Linked DNA regions of Sus scrofa: all the other regions are linked to region 1. Evidence: chromatin contacts called from public Hi-C, HiChIP or PLAC-seq and promoter capture Hi-C data. All regions are on one chromosome and are shown on one strand. Each heading gives the region's core, a stretch centred on a gene start, on an enhancer-like site or on the middle of the called end of the contact. The rest is flanking DNA. Distances are from core to core; before and after follow the strand shown. Region 1 holds the start of ZBTB3 (zinc finger and BTB domain-containing protein 3). Region 2 holds the start of SLC3A2 (4F2 cell-surface antigen heavy chain). Region 3 holds the start of STX5 (syntaxin 5). Region 4 overlaps SLC3A2 (4F2 cell-surface antigen heavy chain).

Evidence for each region. Promoter capture Hi-C pulls out the DNA fragments that hold promoters and counts their contacts. Hi-C and Micro-C count contacts between places; a contact is called where the count stands out from the background. HiChIP or PLAC-seq counts read pairs in DNA pulled down with a chosen protein or histone mark.
Region 2: a Hi-C map of embryonic fibroblasts shows a contact between it and region 1, with 2.5 times the contacts expected there. The contact joins the promoter of SLC3A2 here to the promoter of ZBTB3 in region 1. A contact is called at or near these places in 1 of 5 promoter capture datasets (fetal skeletal muscle), 29 of 47 Hi-C or Micro-C datasets (adipose tissue, alveolar macrophages, blood and 13 more) and 2 of 2 datasets of contacts at active chromatin or transcription factors (alveolar macrophages and skeletal muscle).
Region 3: a promoter capture Hi-C map of fetal liver shows a contact between it and region 1, with 2.7 times the contacts expected there. The contact joins the promoter of STX5 here to the promoter of ZBTB3 in region 1. A contact is called at or near these places in 3 of 5 promoter capture datasets (fetal liver, fetal skeletal muscle and skeletal muscle), 4 of 47 Hi-C or Micro-C datasets (brain, embryonic fibroblasts, epiblast stem cells and 1 more) and 2 of 2 datasets of contacts at active chromatin or transcription factors (alveolar macrophages and skeletal muscle).
Region 4: a contact with region 1 is called in an H3K27ac HiChIP or PLAC-seq map of alveolar macrophages. The contact joins the enhancer-like site here to the promoter of ZBTB3 in region 1. A contact is called at or near these places in 9 of 47 Hi-C or Micro-C datasets (adipose tissue, alveolar macrophages, blood and 6 more) and 2 of 2 datasets of contacts at active chromatin or transcription factors (alveolar macrophages and skeletal muscle).

Annotation. Positions count from the first base shown.
Region 1 is chr2:9,015,013-9,021,782 of Sscrofa11.1, reverse strand. ZBTB3 (zinc finger and BTB domain-containing protein 3) reads right to left here and starts at 4,223. Exons shown (of 5, transcript XM_003353818.4): 1 at 3,586-4,223; 2 at 2,495-3,245; 3 at 2,223-2,492; 4 at 2,155-2,220; 5 at 539-2,152. The coding sequence starts at 3,627. The coding sequence ends at 1,671.
Region 2 is chr2:8,916,632-8,923,908 of Sscrofa11.1, reverse strand. It overlaps SLC3A2 (4F2 cell-surface antigen heavy chain), which reads left to right and starts at 4,839. Exons shown (of 11, transcript XM_003353809.4): 1 at 4,839-5,124. The coding sequence starts at 5,013. LOC100627892 (a long non-coding RNA gene) reads right to left here and starts at 4,679. Exons shown (of 9, transcript XR_002341464.1): 1 at 4,572-4,679; 2 at 4,198-4,247; 3 at 3,849-3,935; 4 at 3,573-3,620; 5 at 3,206-3,240; 6 at 2,995-3,043; 7 at 1,820-2,720; 8 at 1,556-1,579; 9 at 1,328-1,445.
Region 3 is chr2:8,934,224-8,941,382 of Sscrofa11.1, reverse strand. STX5 (syntaxin 5) reads right to left here and starts at 3,597. Exons shown (of 11, transcript NM_001243381.1): 1 at 3,474-3,597; 2 at 2,545-2,788; 3 at 1-57. The coding sequence starts at 2,769. It overlaps WDR74 (WD repeat domain 74), which reads right to left. Exons shown (of 11, transcript NM_001243395.1): 6 at 7,000-7,101; 7 at 5,989-6,089; 8 at 5,849-5,904; 9 at 5,143-5,288; 10 at 5,003-5,059; 11 at 4,475-4,695. The coding sequence ends at 4,516.
Region 4 is chr2:8,893,300-8,900,684 of Sscrofa11.1, reverse strand. It overlaps SLC3A2 (4F2 cell-surface antigen heavy chain), which reads left to right. Exons shown (of 11, transcript XM_003353809.4): 2 at 1,432-1,860; 3 at 2,229-2,402; 4 at 2,980-3,074; 5 at 5,534-5,602; 6 at 5,700-5,758; 7 at 5,921-6,101; 8 at 6,410-6,491; 9 at 6,494-6,552. Among named protein-coding and RNA genes, the nearest start is that of SLC3A2, 22 kb to the left of the region's middle. Within about 2 kb of position 1,279, at least 75 of the 83 cell types and tissues checked have an H3K27ac peak or open chromatin away from gene starts, as enhancers often do. A contact at or near this core is called in adipose tissue, alveolar macrophages, embryonic fibroblasts and 4 more, where this site is marked.

The DNA.
Region 1 (6,770 bases), core at 2,974-5,473:
TCTGTCTCCCTATGCCTCAAAAACAATAGCTTGCCAGTAAGAGTTCACAGTGCTGAATGTGACAGATCCAAAAAGAAGAAATTCAGAAAATTTCACTCACGTTTTCATCTTTTTCTAAATTTTCCTTCCTACTTTTTTGTACTCAGTCCTTTAGGTAAGAGGGTTTCTGGGGAGCCCTCTAGCCCATCTGACACCACCCTTCCCCACAGGTAGGGCCAGACCTTCTCTTACATTCCTAGAACTCTTCTTTTTTTGCCCTTGACACATCAACACCCCAAAGTCCTACTGCTTTGCTATTTCTACCGTCAGTAATCACCTGTGTACGCGGTTGGCACACCTTTTAAGTGAGGGCGTTAGACCAGATGAACGCTAAGGTTCTCTCACTGAGAGTTTCTTTCTTTTTTTTTTTCATCTTTTTGCCTTTTCTAGGGTCGCTCTCGCGGCATATGGAGATTCCCAGGCTAGGGGTCTAATCGGAGCTGTAGCCGCTGGCCTACACCAGAGCCACAGCAACTCGGGATTCGAGCTGCGTCTGCGACCTACACCACAGCTCATGGCAACGCTGTATCCTTAACCCACTGAGCAAAGCCAGGGATCGAACCTGCCACCTCACGGTTCCTAGTCGGATTCGTTAACCACTGCGCCACGACAGGCACTCCAAGAGTTCCTTTAGTTTTCCAAGAACCCATCACTTCCATCCCACAGGCCCCCACATCTACCACCATGGAGCCTAGCGTCTTTCTGCCTTCTAGTTTGTCATCTTTGGAGATCTCAATTCACATTTACAACACGTAGGCCAAAATTGCAAATCATCAACACAGTATCTGTTGCTGAAACAGTCCACACAGGTCTTTCTAGGTGGAAAGCAGAGGTAAAGGGGTAGAGCAACAAAACCCAAACACTCAAAAGGTCAAAAAAAAACCAACATCTAGTTCGCAGTTAACTATCTTCAACAATGTCGTCTGAAGCCACAAGCCAGGGTTCCAATTCTGGCTTGCCCCCTTAACTAGCCCTGTGACTTTGAACAAGGTCACACTGCTTGTTCAGTCTCAAGTGTCCTTGTCCGTGGGAAAAGAAAGTGGGGAGAAGGATAATTCCTCATCAAGTTGTTGAGGATTAAGTGAGTATTTATGGGACGTCCCCAGTACAGCCCCGGACACGGGCGCTCAACTGCAACAACAAATCCTGATGGTGTAAAATTCCCTAATTTGTACACTTTTCCTAGTAAAGTCTACATTGCCCTCTGCCTGTCTCGCTTTTTTTCCTCATGAGCAGCCTGACCTGTCTCTGCCTCAAATACAGACGTCAGATTCCTAAAAGATCTGGAGGGTGGTATAAAACATCAGGAGGCATGCAGGTTTGTGGGAGAAACCAGCCAACACTCATTTAAAGAGACAGTTTCACCGCTCGCTTTATGGCCCGGACTGCAGAGTGAGGAGCGATTACACCTCAGGAAAATTCCCAGTGCCCTTGCTGAAGGACTGACTGAGATGCCATGCCCCATGAAGTCCTGCAATCTGGTCGGGAAAAGGAAAGGGTAGGAAGCTTCAGCCAGAGCAGAATCTTCACTCGGTCCCCAGCAGGGAAAATGAGATGCTTTCAACCTTCGGTGCTGCGCCCTCCAACAGTAGCAAGCGCAGGCCTAGCATCAGCGCATGTGTGCCCAGATGTCAGTTTTTGGGGCCAAGTACAAAATCCTTGGGTGGCCCTCCACCACCACTGCTGTTCTGTTTATCTGCTGCCTGTGGGGAGCCAGGGAGAGGCTGCCCTCCTAGAAGGGGGCCAGCCTCCGGATCCGGTTTGCTGCGTTTGGCCAGGTCCTCATTGTGAGCCTTGCGGATGTGGCGGTACAGGTCCCCTGACTGCGTGTAGCTGCGCAGGCAGTAGCGGCACTCATAGGGTCGCTCCCGGGTGTGCACGGTGGCATGGCGCCGTAGTGTGTAAGAGCAGGAGAAGGTCTTCCCGCATGTCTTACAAGTGGGGACATCCTCAGTATAAACCCCAAAGCTTCCTGGGGCTGCTTCATACTCAGAAGGCAGGTAGAGGGGCTCATGCAGGGCAGATGGCGCAGGCAGGGGTGAGGTCACCAGTCCTCGATGATACTGCCCTGGACCTGGCAGCAAATGGTAGGATAGGTGAGGATCTGGTGACAGAAGTGGTCACTTGGCCCCACTTCCTCCAGTCCTGCCACCCGTGGCTCCTCAAAAGCCTCTGGCTGGGGGGCTGTCCACCATACATTGCTCCTCCAGGTGGGAGCAGTCCCTCAGGACCCCGAGGCTGTTCCTCTGACACATCAGCCTCCTCATCAGAAATCACAATAGCTTCGACTTTCACCTGGACCAGCTCAGCTTCCACTGGGGCTGGGACTGGGGCTGCAGCTGAAGCTGGGGGATAAAAGCCTTGCGATGGTCCTCCAGTACCCCTTGGTTCCACCACCCTCAGACTCTCTGAACCCACATCAAGGGGAGCCAATGGCTCTACTGAAACTGTTGGAGGCTGGAAGAGAAGTAGTTTGCAGGGTTGGTCTCTGTGGAGCTGCTGGGGCTGGCAAGAGAGATGTCAACCACTGGAGGAGGAGGTGCCCGCAGATGCGGGGAGTCCACCTCCACACCAGGCTGTGTGGTGTCAGCCCCAGCTGGCATCGGTGACTCATCTGGAGGGCAGAGAGTAGGTGAAGGAGCAGTTGAGCCTTTCCACTCCCCTTTGCTCCAGTGGCCTGATGTCTCAGCAGATGCCAAAGAAGGCTGGGGACCACGGGAAGTGCTGGATAGGAACTCCAAATTAGAAGGCTGTGAGTTGGTTTCCTCCTCCTTCTTGGTACTGTCTGCCTCTGCCAGGGCCCGGGCTTGCAGCCGCCGCTTACACACCTTGACGATATCATTCATGTGCAAGTAGCTGGCAGCTGCCAGCACATCCTCCACAGGGGTATCTCCCCTCAGGACCAGCTGGCCAGCATACATAAAGTCCAGAAGCAGCCCAAAGGCTGGGGCTGTGACAATCTCGTTGTGGATACACACCAGATCCCTCTTGTCCAGTTCCCGCTCTTTGTAGAAAAGCTGGAAAAATGGGCTGCAGGAGGCCAGCACTGCCCGATGAGCCAAGAACTGAGTGCTACCCACCATCACGGTGCAGTCACAAAGAAAACCCTGGGACCGCTGCTCTCGGAGGCTCTGCAGCAGCTGCTGGCTGTGTTCTGGGAACTCCATAGCAACCCAAGAAGGAAAAGGGACCCTAGGAAGGTCCCCCTGGGAAGAGAGGACAGTGAGTTAGGGCAGGTAACCTCCCCCAGAAACCTTAACGTAAGCTCTGAGCTATTACTTGCCACCCCAAAGCCTCTGGCAGCACGGTCATGACCCCAACACGCTCTCGTAAAGTACCACCCTTCTTCCTCCTAGGTCGCACCCAGCGGTCTACTTTTAGCTCCGCCCCCTCGCCCCAACCTTAGCTGCAGGCCCCGCCCCATCTACAAAGTCCCGCCCCGGAAGTCCAGCCCCTAAGCAGCCTCCGCTTCCTCGATGCCCACCCGGTAGATTCCAGCAGGTCCTCCGACTAAAAGTCTCGCTCCCAGGCCTTCCCGGGCGATACCTCTACACCCCACTCTGGGAACTCCCTGAGCCCTTCTTGCATTCCAGAGGCTAAGAAGTCCTAGGGTGGGAAGTAAGAGGGAAAGCCGATCCCTCACCTACCACCCAGCAGCCACCGGGCGTGTTCCTCCACTCCTCGCCTTCTCAGTTTTAATTGGCTCGAATTTGCCTTCTCTCGTCACCGATTGGTTCACTCCCCACCAACCCGCCCCCTGGCTCAGGACGGCGTCTCCAACTGGGTACTGATAGCTGTCGTTCAGGCAGCCAGACGCCCGATTGGTTGGCGCTCCTGTCCTAATTTTTTCCTTCTCGTCCCACCTTCTTTGCCTTAGAGCCCTCGGGATTGGCTAAGCTTCTCCATCTACCTGAGGAGGGCGGGGACCTGGCTGTAAGGGGCGTAGCGAGATGCCCTCGGGGCGAGGCCGGGAAGAGCTTGTGTCTTATCCGACAGCACGTCCGTCACCACTCGCTGCAGAGTGATCAGGAAGAGGAGGAACAACAACCTGATGTAGTACTCAGAAGGCCCACTCTGCCAAGGCAGTGGGTGATAGCTACATCTCTCTGCACTGCAGTTGTCTTTTGTAGGTCCCTTCCTCCCTCAGAAACTTCACGATGCCCTCCTGCTCACTCCCTCCGGTCTAATGGTTCCTGGTTCCTGGCTCCTGGCTCAGCAATGGTGGTGTCCGAGAACTAGCAGCTGCGCGAATGCCGTCGTAGTGTCCCTAGCCTGAACTCTACAGCCAACTTACAATGAAGAGATGAGTGTCCTCTGAGTGGAGGTAGCGGGCATGTGCTGATAGGAAAGGAAGGACTGAGCTCAAGGCCTTCAAATGTCTGAAGGTAGGAGAATAAAGAGCGTGGCCACATCTGAAGAATTCGTCAGAATCCCTAAGACAACCAGAGGAAAGGGATGTAAATTGGGAGTCAGTGATACCTGCCTCTTCTCTAACAGGCACTAGCTGTTAACAAGGTTACCAGAGGAGTAACTGCCTTTTATCCACTCTTCACCTCTTCACCCACCCACCACTCTTTGTATATCCAATTTGTTCTGTGGTCAAACCCTCCGATCAGATAACCAGAATTAGGGACAGTTCATCTTTCTACCTTCCATCCTTATACTATAGACATGCAGGCCACACTGACCTCGGCTTGGGACCACCTCTTCAAGATATTGTTCCAAGCCATACAGTATTTATTGTATAGGAATTAAAACTAACATAAGCAGGAGTTCCTGCCGTGGTGCAGCGGAAACCCATCTGACTTGTATCCATGAGGATGACTAGTATCCTGGCCTTGCTCAGTGACTCAGTGATCCGGCTTTGCAGTGAGCTGTGGTGTAGGTCACAGACACAGCTTGGATCCCCTGTTTCTGTGACCGTGGCGTAGGCCAGCAGCTGCAGCTCTGATTTATTCAACCCCTAGCCTGGGAACTTCAGTATACTGCGAGGGCAGCCCCCCCACCCCAAAAAGAGGTGTATGTAAAATTTAAAGCTAAAATGAAAGAACTTAATGGCAGTAACTTTTTCCAAGGAAAAAGGTGGAAACACTTTGCTTCTATGTGTTTGTGTATTAGTAGTAGTTAGAAAAATACCTATCATGTTATTTAATAGTTGTTAAAGTGCTAGCGATGTGCCAAACATATGACTTCTAATTGCATAATAGCCTTTCTTATCCCCATTAGACAGAAGAAGAGACTGAGGTTCTTCTAAAACATGGTTAAGTAACTTGGCCAAAGCCATACAGCTAATAAAAGGCAGAGCTGGAGTTCCCCTGGTGGCTCAGCAGGTTAAGGATCCAGCTTGCTACTACTATGGTTTGGGTTGCTATGGTGGGGGAGGTTCCATCCCTGGCTTGGGAACTTCTACTTGCCGAGGGCAAGGCAGGAACATAGAAAAAGGAAAAAAAGAAAAGGTAGAGCTGAGAATGAATCTAGGTCTGTCTTCAAAGCCACATCCCTAACCACTTTGTACGTCTGTCTTCCTAGAGTGTCCCCAAGATGGTCCTCGGGGTTGTGGTAGTATCCACAGTCAGAGGATTCAGACTCAGCTGGGGCAGGATTATCCTGGCTATTGGAAGAACTGGTGGCACAGAAGCAGGAGACTAGAACCAGGGAGAGTTGGATGGATGACCCTTGCTCAGAGATGGCCCTCCAGGAGGTCCCAATGTGGCTCAGTGGAAATGAATTTGACTAGTATCCATGAGGACGCAGGTTTGACCCCTGGCTCTGCTCAGTGGGTTAAAGATCCAGCGTTGCCTCAAGCTGTGGTGTAGGTTGCAGATGCAGCTTGGATCCTGAGTTGCTGTGGCTGTGGTGTAGGCCTGCAGCTATAGCTCTGATTCAACCCCTAGCCTGGGAACTTCCATATGCTGTGGGTATGGCCCTGAAAAGAAAAAAAAAAGAGCAGTTCCTGTCGTGGTGCAGCGAAAAAGAATCCGACTAGGAGCCATGAGGTTGCAGGTTCGATCCCTGGCCTAGCTCAGTGGGTTAAGGATCCAGTGTTGCCATGAGCTGTGGTATAGGTTGCAGACGTAGCTCGTATCTGGCCTTGCTGTGGCTCTGGTGTAGGCCAGTGGCTACAGCTCCAATTAGACCTCTAGCCTAGGAACCTCCATATGCTGCAGGTGTGGCCCTAGAAAAAAGACAAAAAGACAAAAAAAAAAAAAAAAAAAAAAAAAAAAAGGAAAAAGGGATTGCCCTCCAGAGGCTGGACCTAATGCTGTGTTTGAATCTTTGGGAGACAGGTGACAGACATCATGACAAGGGCTCCTCTCTACTACCTAGCTGGGCAAGACCTACTCTTGCAGCAGATTGTACTCTCCAAGATGGTCTGAACAAGACCTTCCCTCCCACATTTTACAAGATGACATTGATGTTCCTTCCATTGAGTAAAACCTCTCACCTTGAGTCTCAAAGGGATTGTGACCTTCAGAGAAATGTGGAGTTCCCATCGTGACTCAGGGGTTAACAAATCCGACTAGGAACCATGAGGTTGCAGGTTCGATCCCTGGCCTCGCTCAGTGGGTTAAGAATCTGGCATTGCCGTGAGCTGTGGTGCAGGTCGCAGATGCGGCTTGGATCTGGCGTTGGTCTGGCTGTAGTGTAGGCTGGCAGCTACAGCTCCAAGTGGACCCCTAGACTTGAAACCTCCATACGCCGTGGGAGCGGCCCTAGAAAAGGCAAAAAGA
Region 2 (7,277 bases), core at 3,590-6,089, 98 kb after region 1:
TTAGGGCTGCACCTGTGGCATACAGCGCTTCCTAGGCTAGGGGTCGAATCAGAGCTGTAGCCACCAGCCTACATCACAGCCACAGCAAGCCTGGGTCCTTAACCCACCGAGTGAGGCCAGGGATCGAACTTGTGTTCTCATGGTTACTAGTCAGTTTCATTTCCACTGAGCCATGAGGGGAACTCCTTTCTTGCTTTTCTTAGGGCAACACCTGCAGCATATGGAAGCTTCCAGGCTAGGGACTGAATCAGAGCTGTAGCTGCAGGCCTACACCACAGCCATGGCCACACCAGCAACACCCATCCCAGCTTAAGGTAATGACTCACTCGTTGAGGCCAGGGATCAAATCCACAACCTTGTGGTTCCTAGTCCTGCAGCAGAATGGGAACTCCTTTTACTGTTAAAAGTACGGTTGACTTACAGTGTTTCAAATTCTGTTGTGTGGCAGAGACCCAACATACACATTTCCCTGTGCTGTACAGTAGGGCCCCACCACCCACCCATTCCAAACTTAAGTTTGCACCCAAACCCACTCAAATGCCTACCCATCCTACTCCCTCTTCCCCCCATGGGAACCCCAAGTCTGCTGGCTTTGGCTGTGATTGGTTTTCAGCTGTCTTTTTAGATAGGGTCATCTGTCCCATTATTTTAGATTCCACAAGCTTCAAGTGCTACATGTTATTTATCTTTTTCTTTCTGGCTTACTTCATTTAGTATCCTATGTTCCACCTATGCTGCTGCAAATGGCATTAGTTTTTACACAGTATCCCCCTCACGTGTATGTGCCGTATCTCCATCTCATCTGTAGATGAACATTTAGGTTCCCATGTCTGGCCATTGTGAATGGCGCTGCAATGAACACCCAGGTGCGTCTATCTACTTGAATTAGTTTTGTCCAGATAAATGCCCAGGAGTGGGATTCTCAGGTACCTCCTTACTGTTTTCCAAGGTGGTTGTGCCAATTTACATCCCCAACGGTGAGGGAGCATTCGCTTTTCTTCATCCTCTAGAGAACTCCTCTCGCTGAATTCTTTGTGACATAAAGAACCTTTACAAAATGGTCATCTTTGGGACTGATCCAAAGGACTTTTTGGCGTTCTCCTCCTCCCCGTAAAGGGTCACTCAAACCCAGCAAGGACAACTAGGCCAAGCATCGATAGGAAGGAAAACTCCTTAAAGGTCTAGGAGGCTCTTTGGATGCTTTCCTGGGTTAGACTAATATGCGGCAAACTGTTATGCTAAGTAGGGCAAAGCAAGTAACAATCTCCCTGGGATCATATTATCTCCTGCTCACCTAGGTCCAGTCCATCCAAACACAGAAGCAGTCAAGGTTTACAAAAAAATCCCTTTATTTATTTAGAAAGGCTAGAAAGATTATATGCTAATTTGAATAGGTAGGTTGTATAAGAAAATTCCACTTCTGATGTCCTCCAAGAGTTGGATTCCTGCAGAGAAAAAGAACAGTTTAGGGTTCTTACTAAAACGGACTTAGAACATTGTATTTATATAGTTAGTCTGATATTTAACACAAGTACGTGAATGGATACTTACTTACCCGTGTGTTAAGTACGTGTTCTTTCTTTAAACCTGGAAACAAACAAAAAAACTCATTTTCAGTGAATAATTTATCCCTTCCCCAAATTTAGAAATTCTTAAGATTCCCTCAGACAGTTCCTTCTGGAACAAGCCTTCCTCTTTTCCCCCAGCCAGCCCCAGTGGGTTCACCTTTACAGGCTCTGGGACTAGGACAGGAGGTAAGACGTGTGAATGTTTCTTCATAGGGAAATTTTAACTCCATCCTCAATGCATTTAAATTTACTAACCTTAGTTTCAGACTGGAGTTGAGCAGAGTATGGCTTACACCTTTCACCTGCAAAACAGAGATTGGGAACTAAGTCAACCATTCCCAGAGGAATGGGACACCCTAATAGGCTGTGTAGGTCTCAACAGACATTTTATAAAAAGACTAACTTCCCACTCTAAGGCAAACTCACAGCTCAGAAAATACCTTTCAGTCATAGTGATCAGACTGGGGCGGTATCAAACTCATCATGTGAGCAGAAATCTGTTTCAGGTGGTTCACAAATGGCCAAAGGCAGACTTTGGATTAAGTAATACCTGCACAACTATCCAAAGTGCCACACAAAAACTGGCAAACTTTACATAGCAGCCATAGATAAACAGATTTACCTCCAATCATCCTCAGGCTCCAGAAAAGATGGATCTAAAACAAAACAAGAATGAGTCAGTAATGCTTACTTCCTACATTAAAATTTGTTCCCACTTAAGTTCTTAAAAGAAAAAAAAATTCAGATTTCCGAGTCTCAACAGCAAATCATCAGCCGAACGAGATTCCATGTAAGTCATCATGTGTAGATGCCTAAAAAGGCATTTTCTCCCTCAGTACACTGTATGTGCCAACATATAAATCACTCACCTTTGAGTGAACAAGCCGCTAAATGGTACAGGTACCTAGGAAAGGACAAAACTGTAAGTGATATTAAGTTCCTTGCAGACAGTATCCCACTGCTCTGTTCTCCAGTTTCTCAGGTGTTCATATCTTTTCATTGTTAGTTCATAGTGAGCTAGTTTGATTCATCACAGAAACTGCTTACTTGGTGGCATATATTATGGTGACATTAATCAACTAACCTTTTAACTCTGGAACCTTTTAACTCTGGAACAAGATGCTCCTTTGAGGATGCAGGAACAAGGTGCCCCTGAATGAGAAGATCATGAAATCAGTAGAGTACCTTAAAAAACCAAAAGGATCCCAGCTAATATGTAAGCCAAGGGAAGCTAAACAAATGCTACCCACTGGAAGTTGCTGTACCTCAGACAGTTCCTTACGGAACATGTTTTCATCCTCTCTCCCTGTTAGCCCCAGTGGGTTCACCATTACTGGCTCTGGGGCTAGGACAGGGGTTAAGACAGGATGCTTGCTCTCCTCACTGGCACTGGAGACAAGTTATAACCAAGGTTACAAGTACTCACCACTCTCAACTCTTTCCATGAGTTTGACCATGAGCAGATCAGCAGGGATCTAGGAAACAAAAGACAAAATAAGAGCTCAGGAATCACCACTACAAGGAACAAAGAACCCAGAAAGTCATCAACTGAAGCTTTGACAACACTCCCTCCAGATGGTAGTTACCCACGCTCACACATACATTAATTTACCACAGTATTGGTAGGAGTAACTTACCTTAAGACAGATGAATGTATCACCATCAAGACAACCTGTAGAACAGCAGCAAATGGTTATTTTAAAATACTATCACAAGATAACACTTTTTCATTCATGTAAACTGCCATCAGAACTCTAACATGCTATTAAGTGTTGGACCTCACAGAGGATCAGCATTGTCAATTCAAATCATCTGACAGTGACATATGAGTGAAGGAAGAGAACACCCTCACAGAACCAACTGTGCTGCTTGCTGTCTCCCTCCCCAGGAAAATCATTGCAAAAGGAAGAAACTGAAGGAGCAAAAAGGTAACACTGCTTCACTGCCCATTTGCTCTGTGGGGAACAACAGAGGCCACCCCAATGCCCCAGTTGGAAAAATTACCTGTATTCATCCTGGGAGGCACTTGAATTCCTTAGGATTGGTGATGAGCTGAAGACAGAAAAGGGAGGCATTTAATGTACTTAAGAACAACCATTAAAAAGCCTCGAGTACTCCCCGCCCACTTCTCAGTAGTTAAGATGACATCACTTTTTTGAGTTCAGGCATATGCTTGTCATTTTACCGTTCATCATGGAGTGGCCAGTGCAACCTGAACGAGCAAGTCCCAACCAGGCGCTGTGCTCATACCCATAATGGCATAAAGCATCGTATGCCCACCTGGAACACCAACGCCGTGCTTGATCGATACAGAGATAGGTCTTGTCCCATCCTCCAGCCTGTACACTCCCTGGAACTCAACCACATCTGAAAAATACCGAAGAACATTCTTCACTATACCCCCAGCCTAACTCTCCCCCGCAGTGTCTTAGCAACTCGAAACAAAAAGACCCAAACATGAAACATGGGCTGCGGATGGTGCTACTCAGAAATTTTACTTTCTCCACTAATCCATCAGTAAGAGAGAGCTCAATTCTTGAAATCATCCCTGTAGCACACACCGATGTACCTCTGCACATGTCCAACAACACAGAAACAAAGGGCGCAAAGCCAGGCCACGAGCACTTACTCCAACGACAGGCCTTCCCGACCCTTCAGAGTTCGATGCGCGCCCAAACCCTGCAGACAAAAGAACCTTAGGTCAGACCTCGGATTATCTCGCCAAAGCTGCGTTTTCCGAAGCTAAGGCGGCGTCAGCTGTGCCAGGCCGGTCTCCTCAGAGTTCCTTATCCTCACGGAGCTCAGTACAGGTCTGTGAAAATGTTCTCATCACAGAAAGGCCAGTCGGCACGGCCCGCCATCGCCATTTTGTCCTTCACAAAGCCCTTGCCGCTCTAAGGCCTCAACACCTAGGCCATGTTTCCTCTCCCCTCCCCCACCAGCCTAATAGGTGCCACAGAGAAAGGACAAGGCGCGGGCACGCTCGCGTCACGACTTTCTTACCGCGAGAAAACGAAAACGCCGACCGAAAGCCCGGGAAAAATGAGACCGAAGAGGCACCGCGAGACACTTAAATACCAGCGCGCAGAGGTCCACGGGATTTGGGGGCGGGACTAAGGCAGGCGCAAGCGCAGAAGGAGAGGGCATGCGTGCCTGATGGGCTGTGGATGGAGATTTTCAAAGGCTGCTGTTGAATGTGCACGCCCTGAAACTGCAGCGCGAAAAAGGAGCGCATGCGCTTAGGGGTTGCGCAGGCGCGCCTATCGTGCTGCAGAGAGGTTTGGTCTTTACTGCGGCTGCTGGTGAGGCTGTGACGCCGAGTTCTCAGCTTCCCGCCGATCCTGTCCAGACGCTCCGTCTTGGTCATAGCCGACTGCCCCAATACCCTTCCCTGAGCTCCCCTTGCCACCACACACCCTAAACCTGTGTGCAGGGTCCGATTCCATGGACCCCGAACCTCACGAACCCTCGACCGGCGTCGTCTTGGTTCCGCACCAGCCGCCCAGCGAGCACTCGGGGCCTGGTGCTCAGGGTCCCAGCGCGGGGGGCAACTCAGGTACTGCTGGGCCCCGGGCTGAGCTCGAGTGGAGGGCCCTTGCATGGAACTGTTTCGGGAAGGTGAATCAGGCCATAGATGTTCTTGAAATTCATAACAGCCGTTGATATCTCTAACTGGTCACCTCTACCCTACTGTCTGGTCCAACTTCTCCGGGAGCTTGGCTTATAGTAGGGCTAACATTAGCTGACACTTGAATTGCCGCTTTAAGCACGTTACATGAATTGGTTATTCTTTAGTCCTCTAAATCCAGAGATAGATCTGTTGCCAAAATACCGGCTGCATCTACGCCAATGCCAAATAGAGGAGGAGACAGAAGTAGCCTTAACGGGGAGGCCAAGAGGGAGCACAGCAGGCTAGTGCCTAAAGGACTATGCCCCCTGGAGGAGGTAGTGAGGAGACTTAACAGTGTTCAAGGAGCAGGGCCTGATCGGCTTGGGGACATTTATGGGATTCTTTGGTGGTGAGGTAATGGGAGTCCATCATATCATCAACCTTCTGGTCGCAGCTGGTCTGGGGGGTCTCCATGCTTGGGGGTAGCATACAGTTAACTTCTTCCACTCGGTGGGGGCTTCAGCACCTGCAAAAGAGCTCCGAGGGCATGGCTCAGAATATCTATAGTCCTTGAGGAAAAGCTAAAGGTTCTTGACTTTGTTGAATGGCTAAACTATTTTGTCTTCTTAACTGTTTTCCTTTTTCTCTGTAATTTCTTACTTCTCTTGATTAAATTGATCCCTTGACTAAAGTTTTTCTATGGACAAAAAGGCAAGCAGAGAATATGAGTTGGGGGGTCCACTCTGCCAAGGTTTCACAGGGCTCTGCTGGGTTAAAGGCACAATACCATTTTATAGATGAGGGACTGCAGGTGTAGCGTTCAGCCCCAACTCCAGCCTGATGTCAGGGTGGTTCCAGTCAGTGACACTCTTGTTACTGAGGCCACTCAGCATTAGTTTATTAATTTCTAGTGGTAAACACCTAGGGTACCAGTATATTTTATAATCATTTATGAAACTCTTATTGGAGTTCCCGTGGTGGTGCAGTGGTTAACGAATCTGACTAGGAACCATGAGGTTGAGGGTTCGGTCCCTGGCCTTGCTCAGTGGGTTGGGGATCCGGCGTTGCCGTGAGCTGTGGTGTAGATTGCAGACGCGGCTCGGATCCCGAGTGGCTGTGGCTCTGGTGTAGGCTGGCGGCTACAGCTCCGATTCAACCCCTAGCCTGGGAATCTCCATATGCCGCGAGAGCAGCCCTAGAAAAGGCAAAAAGACAAAAAAAAAAAAAAAAAAAAAACCCCTCTTGCGTGCTCTTTCTCTTCTGTATGACCTGAACGAATAGGAGGAGGTGTAAAGCTAACGTTATGGAACAGGAATCTCAGGTCCAGAGTGGTTACCGAGCTCGGTGTTATCCTGCTAAGAACTCTCAGAGCCCAGGTACAAATCCAGGTGGCCTGATTGCAGAGCCTGGATTACTCTGCTTTTCTTCTGTCGTCACACACTTCTCTGGGTATTCCGGGAACCAGCAGTTCGCAGGAAGCAAATGGCATGATCCCTGGGTATTGTTTCTCAATTTTTTTCTTCATTGTTGTCTCTCCCTCCCCAGAATTCTTAAGATCTTTTCCCTTCTAATGCTTCCTATGAAATCGTAATTCCAGAGTTCCTGTCGTGGCGCAGTGGTTAACGAATCCGACTAGGAACCATGAGGTTGCGGGTTCGGTCCCTGCCCTTGCTCAGTGGGTTAATGATCCGGCGTTGCCGTGAGTTGTGGTGTAGGTTGCAGACGCGGCTCGGATCCCGAGTTGCTGTGGCTCTGGTGTAGGCCGGTGGCTACAGCTCCGATTTGACCCCGAGCCTGGGAACCTACATATGCCGCAGGAGCGGCCCAAAGAAATAGCAAAAAGACCAAAAAAAAAAAAAAAGAATTCGTAATTCCATTGATACACTCTATATCTGCTTTTACCCTTCGGATGGCCGGAAACCTTTTTTACTCTGTAGGAATCTCTACCCTCTCCCTGCTCTTCAAGAAGCAGTTTTCACTCCTTTGCCATATTGTCCCCATGCGTGTCCCAGCTTAACAAGTGGCAAAATAAGTACTGAAAGAGTTCCAATTTGAACAAAGTTATTATAGATGGGATAAGTTCATTTACTCAGTAGCTA
Region 3 (7,159 bases), core at 2,348-4,847, 80 kb after region 1:
GAATTCACTGCGCTGCCGGACAGCCCGCAGAGCTGGCTTGTTTGTCTGGATTCCATTCTGAAAGGCAATGTCAAGAGGTAGACCTTTTTTTTTTTTTTTTGGCTTTCTTTTTAGGGCCGCCCACGCAACACATGGAAGTTTCCAGGCTACGGGTCAAACTGGAGCTGCTGCTGCCGGCCACAGCCACAGCCACAGCAAAGCTGGATCCTTAACCCACTGAGGGAGCCCAGGGATCGAACCCGCCTTCTCACAGATGCTAGTCACATTCATTTCTGCTGAGCCATGGAACTCCAAGAGGCAGAACTTTAGCTTTCCCTCCCCATTTCCAGCTCTCACTATTCCTCAGGTGTCTGCTAAACTCATCCTCCAGCACCAGTGGCATCCTCCACCAGACAGTCCACACAGGTAGACACAGGTTCAAATCTTGACATCACCAATCACTAGATGGGAGCTTGGGACAAGTTACATAAACCATTCTGAATCTCTATTTCCTCTTCTATAAAACGAAGACACCTCCTATTGTTGTTGCTAAAATTAAAAAATATAAGGGGGGGAGTTCCCGTCATGGCTCAGTGGTTAGGAACCATGACGTCACAGGTTCAATTCCTGGCCTCGCTCAGTAGGTTAAGGATCTGGCATTGCCATGAGCTGTGGTGTAGGTCGCAGACTCGGCTCAGATCCGGAGTAGCTGTGGTTCTGGTGTAGGCTGGCAGCTACAGCTCCTATTAGACCCCTAGCCTGGGAACCTCCATATGCCACAGGAGCAGCCCTAAAAAAGACCAAAAAAAAAAAAATATATATATATATATATGGGGGAGTTCTCTTTATGGCTCAGCAGTTAACAAACCCGACTAGGATCCATGAGGATATAGGTTTGATCCCTGGCCTCACTCAGTGGGTTAAGGATCCAGCATCGCTGCAAGCTGTGTTGTAGGGCGCAGAAGCAGTGGCGGTTGCAACTCTGATTTGATTCCTAGGCCTGGAACTTCCATATGCCGTGGGTGAGGCCCTAAAAAACCAAACCAAAACAAAACATAAGGGATGCAAAGAATTTTAGCCAATACCAGGTCCATTATAAGCACTAAATAAATGGTAACTAATGTTACCATTCTATTCCTCCACTCTGGGAACTGAAGAGGATAAATGGAAAACTCTTGGAGATCATATAGCAGGGCAGTTAACAAGAGCTGAGCAGTAAAAACATTTAAATTTACAGTTACTAAGGTTCCACTTGGATTCAGAAAGTCTGGACCAGGATAAAGAAATCTCACTTTTTAAAAAGGGCTCCGAAGTGATTTTTTTTTTTTCTTTTTATGTCCACACCTGTGGCATATAGAAGTTCCCAGGCTAAGGGTCAAATAGGAACCACAGTTGCCTGCCTACACCACGGCCACAGCAAGGCGGGATCCAAGCTGTGTCTTTGACCTACATCACAGCTCACTGCAACATGGGATCCTTAACTCACAGGGGCCGAACCTGCATCCTCATGGATACTAGGCGGATTCGTTTCCGATGAGCCACAAGGATAATTCCTCCAAAGTGATTTTGATAAAAATTTAGAAAAGTGGAGTTCCCGTCGTGGCTCAGTGGTTAACGAATCCGACTAGGAACCAAGAGGTTGCCGGTTTGATCCCTGGCCTCGCTCAGTGGGTTAAGGATCCAGCGTTGCTGTGAGCTGTGATGTAGGTCACAGACGAGGCTCGGATCCCCATTTGCTGTGGCTGCGGTGTAAGCTGGTGGCTACAGCTTCGATTTGACCCCTAGCCTGGGAACCTCCATATGCCTCAGGGAGCAACCCTAGAAAAGGCAAAAAGACCAAAAAAAAAAAAGAAAGAAAGAAAAGGACAAGTTCCTTCATTTTACATATATGTAAAAACTGAGTTCTGGAGTTCCCGTTGTGGCGCAGTGGTTAATGAATCCGACTAGGAACCATGAGGTTGCGGGTTCGGTCCCTGCCCTTGCTCAGTGGGTTAACGATCCGGTGTTGCCCGTGAGCTGTGGTGTAGGTCGCAGAAGTGGCTCGGATCCCGCATTGCTGTGGCTCTGGCGTAGGCTGGAGGCTACAGCTCCGATTGGACCCCTAGCCTGGGAACCCGCGGGAGCGGCCCAAGAAATGGCAAAAAAAGACAAAAAACAAAAACAAAAACTGAGTTCTAACTAAGTTAACTTCCCTGTTGTCATAGGAAAACTTGGTAGAATCATACTGGAACGAGAATTCAAAGTACCTGTCCCTGAGCTAACGGGTCTTTCTGGAATCTGTTCCTCATCCAAACCAAATATACTGCTGCCATCTCTCTCCCTGAGATATTCCTTCCAGAATAGCAACTCTACACTCAGGGGATCCCTGATAAGGTCTAGATCCTTGCCTCTAGATTAGCTAGCCAACCTCTTCTCAGTTGTTTGGGAGGTCCTACTACCCCCGCCAAGCTGGGTCAGTTCTTCGTCAGACTCCCCCAGTAATTATTTCAATCAGCAGTGCTGGAGCACCGCCTCTCCCAGGCTTGAGTAAGGCTCACTTCAGCCTTTCCCACTCCAGGTCCTTACCTGACGACTCTGCAGGGACTTGCAGGCAGACAGGAATTCCTGGGTCCGATCCCGGCAGGACATGGTGTCGGGAGGGGGAGGGGCCAGGGCCACTGGGGGGGGCAGAGGGGCGATGTCGCTGCTGCTACTGCCAGCAGTTGCAGGGGACAGGACCTGCGTCTTTGAGAGACCCAGGTAGACACCCTGATCCGTGTTCTTAGACCCGTAGCGTTTCCGCGGGATCATTGAGACGCATAACCTCGGACTGTTGTGGAGGGGAGAGTGTCATTCCCCAGTCAGCCTCCTTCCCCACAAAGCCCCCCAACCAGCAAATCCTCGGACTCCCTCTGCACTTGGCACGGACTTGCGCGCCCAAAGCCACCCGTAGATCCTGGGGACGTCTCGCAACGGGCAGGACCCCGCTGCCTCTCCGGCCCAAGCCTTCCCGCTCCTTAGACTCTTCTTCCAACTTGGTTCTGGAGGCCAGACCGCGGACCCGGGCCCTGAAGTAGAGGCAGGGCCAAAGGCAGGTCCTGTGGCCCCGAGGCTCCAGCCCGGCCCATGCAACTGTCCCAGGCCCTAACTGGGCTTTTTCGCATCCACGGGTTCCTCAACTCGTCAGGGAAAAACGGTGACGGTGAGCGACCTCCTGAGAGGGACACACTTGGGTGGGCGGAGGGGGGAAAGCTATAGGTGTTTATTTGAAGCAGGAAGTCCCACCCCCGTCCAAGTCCCACCTTCTGGACGACTGCAACCACTGATTGGCTAACTCCGACGTCTGTCTCAACAGGGGCTTTCCTGATTGGAGGGCAAGGTATTCGCTCACTCCGAGCCGGGCCGGCAGGACTTGCCCGCTTGCCCCTGGTTCCCTTCCCCCGGCCCGGCGCCATCCCCGGAAAGAGCTGCCCAGGGCGGACACAGCGGCCAGACCCCACTTAGAGTGACCCTACCTCCTCTCTGCCGCCTGCCGCCGCCGCCACCACTGCCACAATCTCCCGGCTCGTCACCGCCTCCTCCCCCGGCGCCGAAGCCGCCGAAACCCGACCGAAGACTAGAAGCCGCCACGTCACCCACACGTAACCCCACCCCCGGTGACGAGAAGGCGGTGGCATGCCTTTTCGAGCCCGGCGACCCGAGAGACACGCCCCCCAACCCAAAAGCCGGAGCAACTCCGCTGTCCCATTGGCTAGGCCGCCTCCGAGGCCCCACCCCCCCCAGGGAAACTAGAGGCGGAGTTGGGGGGCTGGGCCAGCTTCGGGGGAGGAGCCTTAAAGAGCCCTCCGCGCTGGTGGTGCCCGCGCCCTGTGCGCCTAAAGCGAGCAGCTGAGGGGCAAGCGCTCAGGCAGGTACACGTTAGAAAGTTTATTCTCTGGAGGCTGGGGCGAACTGAGAGCAGGGCTGGGTCAACCCTTTTCTGGCTCCTCCGGGATCCCCTCCCGGTTGCATTCCGGGATCTTACAACCCGGCTTTTGACCCAGGACTGATTGCCTCTTGTTTGTCCGCGTGGAGCCCCGACGGCTGAACAAGGATAGCCGCCGCCACAGCACGGTGATCAGAAGGCTATCGTTCGACTTACGATGCTGGTGGTACTCTGAGTCCCCATCAACCCCTTCAGTGCCTGCGAGGATAAAGAGGCCCGCTGAGCTCTACCCTCCCTAGTCCAGCCTTCTATCGGGAAGTCCCCAAGCCCACTCCCTGAACCCCCTTTGTGTGTCTCTGGTCCCACCTTCCTCTGACATGCTCTCTTTGGCCTGCACATCCGTCTGAAAGTCCTTGTCTTGGCAGCAGCCCATGGCCCCGCTCGGCCTTGCACTTGGTGCCACCCACACCAGCCGCCAGCCTGCTGCTCGCGGCCCTGCTTTTGTGACGTCAGACACCCCACCACCACCCCAGCTCAGGGTGCAGCCACCGCTCTTTCTTTTCTCCCATCACAAAAGGATCAGGATCATCGTTCATATTAAGCAGTTTATTTACAAAGTGAGCACAAGCTTTTCAGGAATTGGTGGACCCAGGCCGCTTCTTTTTTCTCTTTCTGGTTTGGAGAACCCCTTGGGTCTGTTCCAAATCCGGGAGCTTCCGCTTGGCAGCTGCCTCCAAAGAAGCCCAAAGTTCATCTGTCTCTGTATCTTCTGAGGGCACCTCATTGGGCTGTTGAGGCTCCTGGGGTTCATCCTGGTGAGTGGGAAGAAAAACTCAGGGCACGGTAGCAGACTCACAGCCAAAGGGAGTAAATTCCTCCAGGTACCACCCTGCTTATTTCCTGCTCCGGGAAACATTCTCATCTATGCTCCTATGTCACCCTCGGCAGTAATCCTGTCAGGACTATACTAACACCCCCCCGCCCCCGAAAAATTAAGTTAACGTGGCAGGTGGATGGACGGTCCCAAGTCTGAGTTCCAGCTGCTTGCCCTTTCTCTTCACAGGGAAAATCCTCACACCTGTGCCCTTGATGCCCACATTCCCAGACCCGACTGCTTACCTCCCAGTTATCCCTGCCTGATAGGAGGAGGCAGTTCAGTTGAGATTTGAGATAAACCTGCAAAAGATGAAGGGCCTTAAGGAGGCAAGTCCACTGAAACAGAAACATGAAGCGGGGCACAGGAGGCAGCAGGTGCTTACCTTATGCTCCAGGCCCCGTGGATTCCGGATCCTGTGTACCCTCAGGACTCTGTCCAAGCCACAGGAGGCTAAGAGGGGCTTTGAAGGGTGACACTGCAACCCTCGGACGCTGCCCGCCAGCCCCTTCAGACAGCCCAGTAAACGCCCTGGAGGAGGGGAGAGCCATCAGCACTAGGTGGCCAGCCAACAACCATTTATTGGTTACTGTTCAAATGACTTTATGTTTTTTTTTTTTTTTAGGGCTGCACCCATGGCATATGGAGGTTCCCAGGCTAGGGGTCTAATTGGAGCTGTAGCTGTAGCTGCCAGCTTACACCAGAGCCACAGCGACACCAGATCCGAGCCGCGTCTGCGACCTACACCACAGCTCACAGCAACGCCAGATCCTTAACCCACTGAGCGAGGCCAGGGATCGAACCCGCAACCTCATGGTTCCTGGTCAGATTCATTTCCATGACGGAAACGCCTGTTTCAATCTTTAATCTGAGACGACAGTCACCTCATCTCCATTTTACAGATGAGGGAACTAAGGCACACAAGGAATTGACAAAATAACTTGTCTAAGGTCATACAGCTTTTGGCAGAACCAGGATTTGAACCCAGGCAACCTGGCACCTGAAAGAGGGCTCAGTGCCTCCGCTGCACCACCTGAGAGGGAATCCCACCCTTCCTCCCCTCTCTCAGGCTGGCTAGTCCATCCACTCACCCTGCCGAAGGTCAATTTCTGCCAGCTGCCCATGAGTGTTCCCCACAATCACTGAACTGAGGAGGAGACGAGAGGCAATGGGGTCAGCAGGAGCTCCCTGGAGTCCATCCCAAGCCCCACTTTGCCCTCTAAACACTCACTTGCCCTCGGGAGTGAGGGTCATGGCTGTCAGTGGATACTCTCCATAGGTGGCCTCGAGGACTGGCCTGCGCTGGGGGGAGGCTGGATCGTAGACACGGACCTGGAGGAAGACTGAGGCATCACAGCAGTACCCTCACTGCCCATACCCGCTCCCGGTGGCTCCTCCACATCGTCCCAGCCTCCTTCACACACCGCTCTCCTGAAGTTGAAACGCACCCTTCTTCTCTGGGCGTTGGGGGGCAGAGGAGAGCTGCTGAGGAGCGTGGATGTACCGGGCTGAGGGGAGGGGTCCACCAGGGTCGGGGAGTGGCAGGTGTGAACATTCCATCCCCCCCATCTTCCCCTCTCGGGATGGAAAAGCAAGTCGGTCTAATTGTCAGAGGAGCTGAATTTCAAGGAGAGAAGTTAAGCCTGAACAAGAAAGGAGAGAGGAAGCCTTCAGATGTGTTTTGAGTGGAGGCGTAGCAACATGATCAGACTTCCACATGCAAGAGCAAAGCAAGTGACAAATACAGTGACCCTGCCTGGGTCTTAGGACTTCAAATGAGACCAAGTGATAGCTCCCCAGTTGGGCCTTTTATGTGAAGGTGAGGCACTGAGGCCAGAGACCAGAGGCTCAGGCTTGGGTGCCAAAGCAAGTCAGAGGCTGCGTCAGGCCCAGAACCCAGTTCTCTTGGCACCCAGCCCCGTGTCTTCTCATGACACCCGCACCATGTGATTCTACAACGAAGGGGCTACTCCCTTCTTCTCTCTTACAGATGGGAAGAAAAGGACGAATCACAGCTCAGGAAACTCCTTCCTAGAATGCACTGAGAGGTCACTGGCTCAGCTATTGGGCTGGAACAGGCGGGGGAAGTGGTCCCTCTTCTGGGAGCTCCGGGATGGAAGAGGGATGGTGAGAGGGCAGCTCTCCCAATGGCGGGGACCAAGCATATGTATTACACAGCAAAGCTGTTCCTCTAGGAGGCTGCTTAACCCAGAAAGCCATAGGGGGTGGGGTGGGGTGTCACCTGATGGTACCCTGTACAGGTGACCAGCTTCTGTGACTCAGGGAGGAACTGTATGTCCTGGTCCCAGATGGGAACTCTCAGGTCAAGCCAATCATTCCGCACCTGGTGGGGCAGGTAGATGAGGGTCAGGGTTGTGGGGGGCTCAGAGTGCCCCTTCCTC
Region 4 (7,385 bases), core at 30-2,529, 120 kb after region 1:
TCTGGTATAAAGGGAAGGGAATGGCAAAGGATGAGCCTTTCACCCTCTCAGCTCTCCTCGGGCACCCCTTTCTGTCTACTCTTTCTTCAGATCTTGGCTTCTGCTTTCTTCCAAACACACAGCTCTCTTGGCTTCCAGCCCAGGGTGAAAGAACTTTCTTTCCTCAGCTCCTCTCTGAGAATAACCCAACTGGCACTGCTCAGGAACAAGAAGTTCCTGAGAGCGTTGGCACCTAAGGGTGTTGATGTCTGGCAGTCCCTGCTGTGAACCTCACCTCACTCTCAATCCAAGGACCTCCGTGGCCCTTTCAAGGCCTCTGCAGTAACAGCTGCCTCCAGAGCCTGGCATGGTGAAGTAATTGAGAGGAAAGAGAACCATGGCAGCCTGGGGAGATCGGGCTAATCTGTGGGAGGCCCTGCAGGAAGGCAACGAGTCTGGCCATGGCATCTTCTGATCTGATGTAAAGAAAAGGTGGAAGCCTCTTGCTGAGGCCCAGCCCTGGAATGCTGAGTCAGCCCCAAGGTTGCCTATCAGTCTCTTCTCGCACCCCGACATGCTGGCGCCAGAAATTGGGGGTGGGGTAAATCGGGGAGTGTCAGCCATTCTCCTGTCCAAACAGATTCATCTTGAAAAATACCATGGAGAAGGCTCGATTAGGGGTAATTCAATTAGAGTTAATAAAGCAGCGAACTGTAGTGGGTGCTCCATAAATAGCTGCCGAATGACGAATTACTTGAACGAAATTCAGAATGTCTTGAAGGACACGTGGGAGTGAGCCCTGCGGGGAAGCGAAGGTTTAGCGCCAAGTCCCAGAAGGCCCGAGAAGACAAGGTCTGGTGGGGGCAAGGGCGGAGGGGCCGCTGGCAGAGTGCAGATGGCCACCGGAGTTGGGAAGAGCAGGCGGTGGGGTGAACTCTGGGCTAGGAGTAAATGGAAGATGGTGTCCAGGGCTGTCGCCAACCTTCGGAGTGGGTGAGAAGGGCTGGATGTCGCCTACAGGCTCACTTTCCAACGGAGAGAGGGGCCAGCGGGGACCGGGGCACTGGACCAACCACACTCACCCACCTCGAGGTGGCCCTGCCCAGCATTCTTGGTGTCCAGGTCGAAGGAACCTTAGGGGTAGGCGGTTCGAGATGAGGAACTGGACTTGACAGCAGTTGGAGGCGAGTTCCTATCATTCCCTAGGCCGCCCCCCACCCCTCCCTTTCAGTCCCCGGAAGAGCAGTCCCGCAGGTTCCACTTTAAGGGGCGGGCCGGGGCGGGGCTCCCCTGCCCAGTCGTCGGGCCGGGACAGCCTCGCCGCAGACGTTGTGGCGGAAGCTGCGCGGAATCCAGCCGCCTTGGGAGGCCGTTCTGGGACCGGGAGGTCCGGGCAGGTAGGCGTCCAGCCGCTCGCTGACCGAAGGCTGCGTCGTGTCGCCGGTTCTGCAGGCACCATGAGCCAGGACACCGAGGTGGACATGAAGGAAGTGGAGCTGAACGAGCTGGAACCCGAGAAGCAGCCGATGAACGCGGCGTCTGGGGCAGCCGTGGTCGTGTCGGGCGGCCCCGAGAAGAATGGTCTGGTGAAGATTAAGGTGGCCGACGATGAGGCAGACGCGGCAGCAGCCAAGTTCACGGGCCTGTCTAAAGAGGAGCTGCTGAAGGTGGCGGGAAGCCCCGGCTGGGTGCGCACCCGCTGGGCGCTGCTGCTGCTCTTTTGGCTCGGCTGGCTGGGTATGCTGGCGGGCGCCGTGGTCATCATCGTGCAGGCGCCACGCTGCCGCGAGCTGCCCGCGCAGAGCTGGTGGCACAAGGGCGCCCTCTACCGCATTGGCGACCTTCAGGCTTTCCAGGGCCGCGACGCGGGAGACCTAGCGAGTGAGTTCAGGGCTCCCCCATCCCCTGCCCGGCGCTCCCCTGGTTTTACTGGTCACTGTCCTTAGATTGATTGCTACGGTTTTCTTCCCTACCCGGGACCCGCGACCGCTCCCGGGGACGTAGCTCCTTCCTTCCTTTGAAGGCCACCCCCCCCCACTCCCTCTTTCCCGAGGGCGGCTGACTCAGCATCCTGCCCCCCCGCGGCGCCAGTTGCCTGTCGCAGCAGGTTTCTGAAGCAACGTGGTAGGCTTCTTACATCAGCATCTCTGTCTCGTGATCCAGCCTCACCCCCAACACTTAGTTGGAGAGAATGGGACGATCAGGGGCCTCGGAAGAGGCCTCACTGTAACTCTGCTTCTCCATTTCAGGCCTGAAGGGGCATCTTGATTACTTGAGCACCCTGAAGGTGAAAGGTTTTGTGCTGGGCCCAATTCACAAGCACCAGAAGGATGACCTCGCAGGCACCGACTTGGAACAGATCGACCCCGCTTTCGGTTCTAAGGAAGATTTTGACAGTCTCCTGCAATCGGCCAAGAAAAAGAGTGGGTGTCCTAGAGTTGGAAAGAAAGCAGCTAGGAAGGGCTGGGCCTTTTGGCCAGAGCAAAGGGAGGATAGGGTTTTTATCTGGTTTAGTCAGTTTATGATCTGACTGGCTCAGAGTTTTCCTAGGGAGGGCACAGGGGAGGTTTGTCAGGCTTCAGCCTTAAATGGGTTTGTCAAATGGTTCAGAGAGGAAGTAACTGGCTGTGCAATTCTTTAACTTCTGGGCTTCAGGGCCCTTATTTGCAAAATGTAGGCTTTTGCTAAATCAGTGGTTTTAAAACTTGTAAAAGAGTGAAGCCTTTTGGAAAAAAAAAAAAATCCAAGTAGAATCTTGTGTTACCTGTAAAAGGGTTTGCTTTGAGGGTGAGGAGCTCAGGCTTCTCTATTACACGCCATTCCTGCCCCCCACTTGCTGACATTTCTGTTTCCATGGAATGAGTTTCGCCAGGGTTCAAATCTGAGCCTTTGTACCAAGTAGTGCCTCGGAAGTACTCTACTGACTTGTATTTGTTGATTTCCACTTTTCCCGTCACTGCAAAGTCTTTCTCACACCTGCCTCTTCTCCCGTTGTACTAGGCATCCGGGTCATTCTAGACCTCACTCCCAACTATAAGGGCCAGAACTCATGGTTCGACTCCACTCAGGTGGACACTGTGGCTGCCAAGATGAAGGTGAGCGCCTTGGTACCAATGGCAGGTGGGAACTGCATACTGGGGCTTGATTGGTGCTTTCATAGCAAGTTCTGTAAATGCAGCCCTGCACCAGCCAAGGAACTGCTTGCTGCTTCCACAGGCAGAAGGATAGGCCAGCAGGGCACCCCGGTTCTTGTTGGTTCTTTCTCTGACCACTCATTTTCCTTGTTTCCCTGACTCTGAGGTTGACAGCGCAAGAAAGGGAATTTCTCAGATGTGAATTTTCTTCCTTTTGGGAGAGGAAGCCTTTTCTCTGTGGGAATCCTGTCCTGTCTGGTTTCCCATTTCTTATTTATGTGTTTTGGAGTGGGTCCCAGTCTGGAATTCCAAGCATCGGGGTCTTCCTATGTGTCTATGGGGAAGGCTGCGTATTTTATATACCTTCTTGAATACACTGTATAACCAAACAAGGTCCCTTTCATTATCCCTAATCTGTGAATCAGGAAGCAAAGGTTCAGAGGCGCTTTCATGTGCCCTGGGATTTGCTGTCCCAGCTATTCTTATGTCTCTAATCTGCCCTCTCTGAAGGTGTAGGCTTAAACTCTGTACCCAGCAGGCTGGGAAGTGGGGCTTTGAATCCAGTTTTTTTTTTTCTTTTTTCTTTTCTTTGTCCTTTTTACAGCCGCGCCTACAGCATATGGAAGTTCCTGGGCTAGGGGGTCGAATTGGAGCTACAGCTGCCAGCCTATGCTTTAGCCACAGTCAGGGCAATGCCAGATCCGAGCTGCATCTGTGACTTTTTTTTTTTGCTTTTTAAGGCCACACCTGCGGCATATGGAGGTTCCCGGGCTTGGGGTTGAATCGGAATTGTAGCTGCCAACCTATAGCCACGGCCACAGCAATGCGGGATCTGAGCCTTGTCTGCGAGCTACACCACAGCTCATGGCGATGCCGGATCCTTAACTGGCTGAGTGAGGCCAGGGATTGAATCTGCATCCTCATGGACACTGTCAGGTTCTTAACCCTCTGAGCTGCAATGGGAACGCCTGAGCCTAGTTTCTAATGCCTGGGTTCTCAGACACTGACCACTTCAGAAGCAGTAGAACGCAAATAGAGACAGGCCCTGACACTTTGCTGGCAACTACGATTTGGAGGTGGAATTCTGTCTTCCCAGCATTTCAGTTGACCCTTGGGGTCATCTGGTTCAGTCCTTGCTACTTCCTGGAAGACCCTTTAAAAGTTACTGAGAAGGGGGTGTTTTCAGATGGCGAGGCACGAGGTGTGGTAGCCTCCGATGAAGATTGGGGCCAGAGGAGAGAGCACATGGCACGGAGAGGGGACGGGGGTGCTGGCGGGAGTGGGGTTCCCTGTCCTGGGCCTGTTCTGCAGAGCTGGCTCCTCTTTTCAAATCTTCAGCTAAACTGCCCTGGGGCTGTGCTTTGAATTTCACTCTTTTACCCTTGGTCTTGCTCTGACTGGCTCCTTTACTCACACCCTCCGCAGGCCCCAGGAAATGGGGAGGAGTAAGTACACTGGTCTTGGTTAGCTTTTTTTTGGTCTTTTTTTCTAGGGCTGCCCCCACGGCATATGGAGGTTCCCAGGCTAGGGGTTGAATCGGAGCTGTAGCTGCTGGCCTACACCACAGCCACAGCAACGTGGGATCCGAGCCATGTCTGTGACCTACACCACAGCTCACGGCAACACTGGGTCCTTAACCCACTGAGCGGGGTCAGGAATCGAACACGTGTCCTCACGAATACTAGTCGGGTTTGTTAACCACTGAGCCACGACAGCAACTCCTTGGTTAGCATTTTAGGTCCTGTCTCTGCTGCTGTCTGCCTGTGGCCTTGGGCTGCCTCCTTCCTTCTCTCGCATTGTTTCCTCATCTCTGAAACGAGTATGCCAGCGTTTCACACATGTTAAATGTGAAGTGAAGTGACACTTTTTCTGTAGGTATCAAAGGTAAAGCTTTGTGGTGGAGCTTGGGGAGGAAGGAGAAGTAGAACCACACAAAGAGAATCAAGGACAGATTAGAATGGAAGGGGAGGAGTTCCGTCGTGGTGCAGCGGAACCAAATCCGACTAGGAACCATGAGGTTGCAGGTTCGATCTTTGGCCTTGCTCAGTGGGTTGCGCATCCGGCGTTGCCGTGAGCTGTGGTGTAGGTTGCAGACGTGGCTCGGATCCTGCGTTGCTGTGGCTGTGGTGTAGGCCAGCAGCTACAGCTCTGATTGGACCCCTAGCCTGGGAACCTGCACATGCCTCGTGTGCAGCCCTAGAAGAAAAGACCAAAAAAAAAAAAAAAAAAAAAAAGGATGGAAGGGGGCTAAAAGCTGAAGCCTTGTAATAAAGGTGAGAAGTGAGACTTCGAGGCAGGTGACTCTGCTGAGGTCCTGGAAAGTGTGTGGTGGGCAAGATTTAGGGTGGGCTGGAGTTTTCTGTGCCTTCGCATCAGAGTGCTGACAAGTTTCCTCCGTTCTTTTGCCTCCCTCCCTATAGGAAGCTCTGAGTTTTTGGCTGCAGGCCGGTGTGGATGGGTTCCAGGTTCGGGACGTGGGGGATCTGCCAGTGAGTACCCTTTCTGTGGGAGAAGCAGAGCCTGGGTGAGAACAGAGGGGCTCATTGTGTTCCCTGCTCCTGGACTCTGCTTTTTTTTTCCTTCTAGGGCGCGTCTTCATTCCTGGCTGAGTGGCAGAACCTCACCAAGAGCTTCAGCGAGGATAGGTGGGTGCAGACCCCGGCTTCCCCAGCTCGGCTCCATTGTGGGAGCCCCTCCCTGGACCCCTGGCCCAGGGAGGGGTGGGTTGTCGTCCAAAGCACCTTCTCACTTCCATTTCTCCTCTCTAGTCCTGTACTAACCCGGACTCCTGCTCTGCTCTTGTGCAGGCTCTTGATTGCAGGCACTGACTCCTCCGACCTACAGCAGATCCTGAGCCTCCTCGAACCCACCAAGGACCTGTTGTTAACTAGCTCGTACCTGTCCAACTCCTCTTTCACGGGGAAGCAAACCAGTTTCCTGGTCACGCAGTATTTGAATGCCACTGGCAGTCGCTGGTGCAGCTGGAGCGTGAGTCCCACAGGGGTGGGAGAAGGGCAAGAGGCCTTTTTTCTTAAAATTTTTTTTTGTTATAGTTGATTTGCAATAGTCTGTCAGTTTCTGCTGTACAGCAAAGTGATCCAGTTATGCCTACACACACACACACACACACACACACATATTCTTTTTTTCACATTTTTCCCCATCATGTTCCATCACAACTGATGAGACGTAGTCCTCTGTGCTGTACGGCAGGAAGGAGGCCTTTCGGCAGAAGGGAGCGTTGGCAGGTGTGGCAGAGGCGGGCTATGGGCTCACCAGCGTGTCCTTTCCTGCAGTTGTCGCAGGCGGGGCTTCTGACCTCCTCTGTGCCGTCTCACCTCCTCCGGCTCTACCAGCTGCTGCTCTTCACTCTGCCGGGACCCCAGTTTTCAGCTACGGAGACGAGATTGGCCTGGAGGAAGCGGTCCTCCCTGGACAGGTATGGCTTGCTGCCCCCGCCATCACAGGAGCCTGGGGCCAGAACTGGGTTTGACTCCCAGTCAGCCACCTAGTCAGGCGCTGTGCGGCCTTGGCAAGTTAGTTGGCTTTTCTGACTCTTGGTTATCTTTTCCGTGATACTGCACTTCTTCTTTGGCTGCGTCTGCAGCAGGCAGAAGTTCCCGGCTAGGGATTGAAGCCACACTACAGCAGCGACCGGAGCCACAGCAGTTGCCTACCCTGGATCCCCACTTGCTAGGCCAACAGGGAACTCCGATACTGCATTTTTTTTGGTAGGGTAATTTGGACTAAATGAGAGCATTTTTTTGTTTGTTTAGTTTGGTTTTTTTGGCTGCGCCTGTGGCCTATGGAAGTTCCTGTGGAACCCACATCATAGCAGTGACAATGCCTGGTCCTTAACCCACTGAGCCGCCAGGGAACTCCACAAGAGCATATTTTAAAATGCAGTGCCTGGGAATTCCTGTTGTGGCCCAGCGAAAACGTATCTGAGTAGTATCCATGAGGACGCAGGTTTGATCCCTGGCCCCGCTCAGTGGGTTAAGCATCTGGTGTTGCTGTGAGTTGTGATGTAGGCCGGCAGCTACAGCTCCGATTTGATCCTTAGCCTGGGAACCTCCATGTGCCTCGGGTGTGGACCAAAAAAAAAAAAAAGCTGTGTCTGGTTCCTGGTAGGCATTCAGGGTAGTAGCCATCACTCAGTAATCTGTTCATTCGGTGGACAGTGAGTACTCTGTGTCAGGTTCTGTGCCCTCCCGGAGCTCTGAGTTTCGTGGTAGAAACAGATGAGTAAGAGAAGTACAGGCAGCAAGTGGC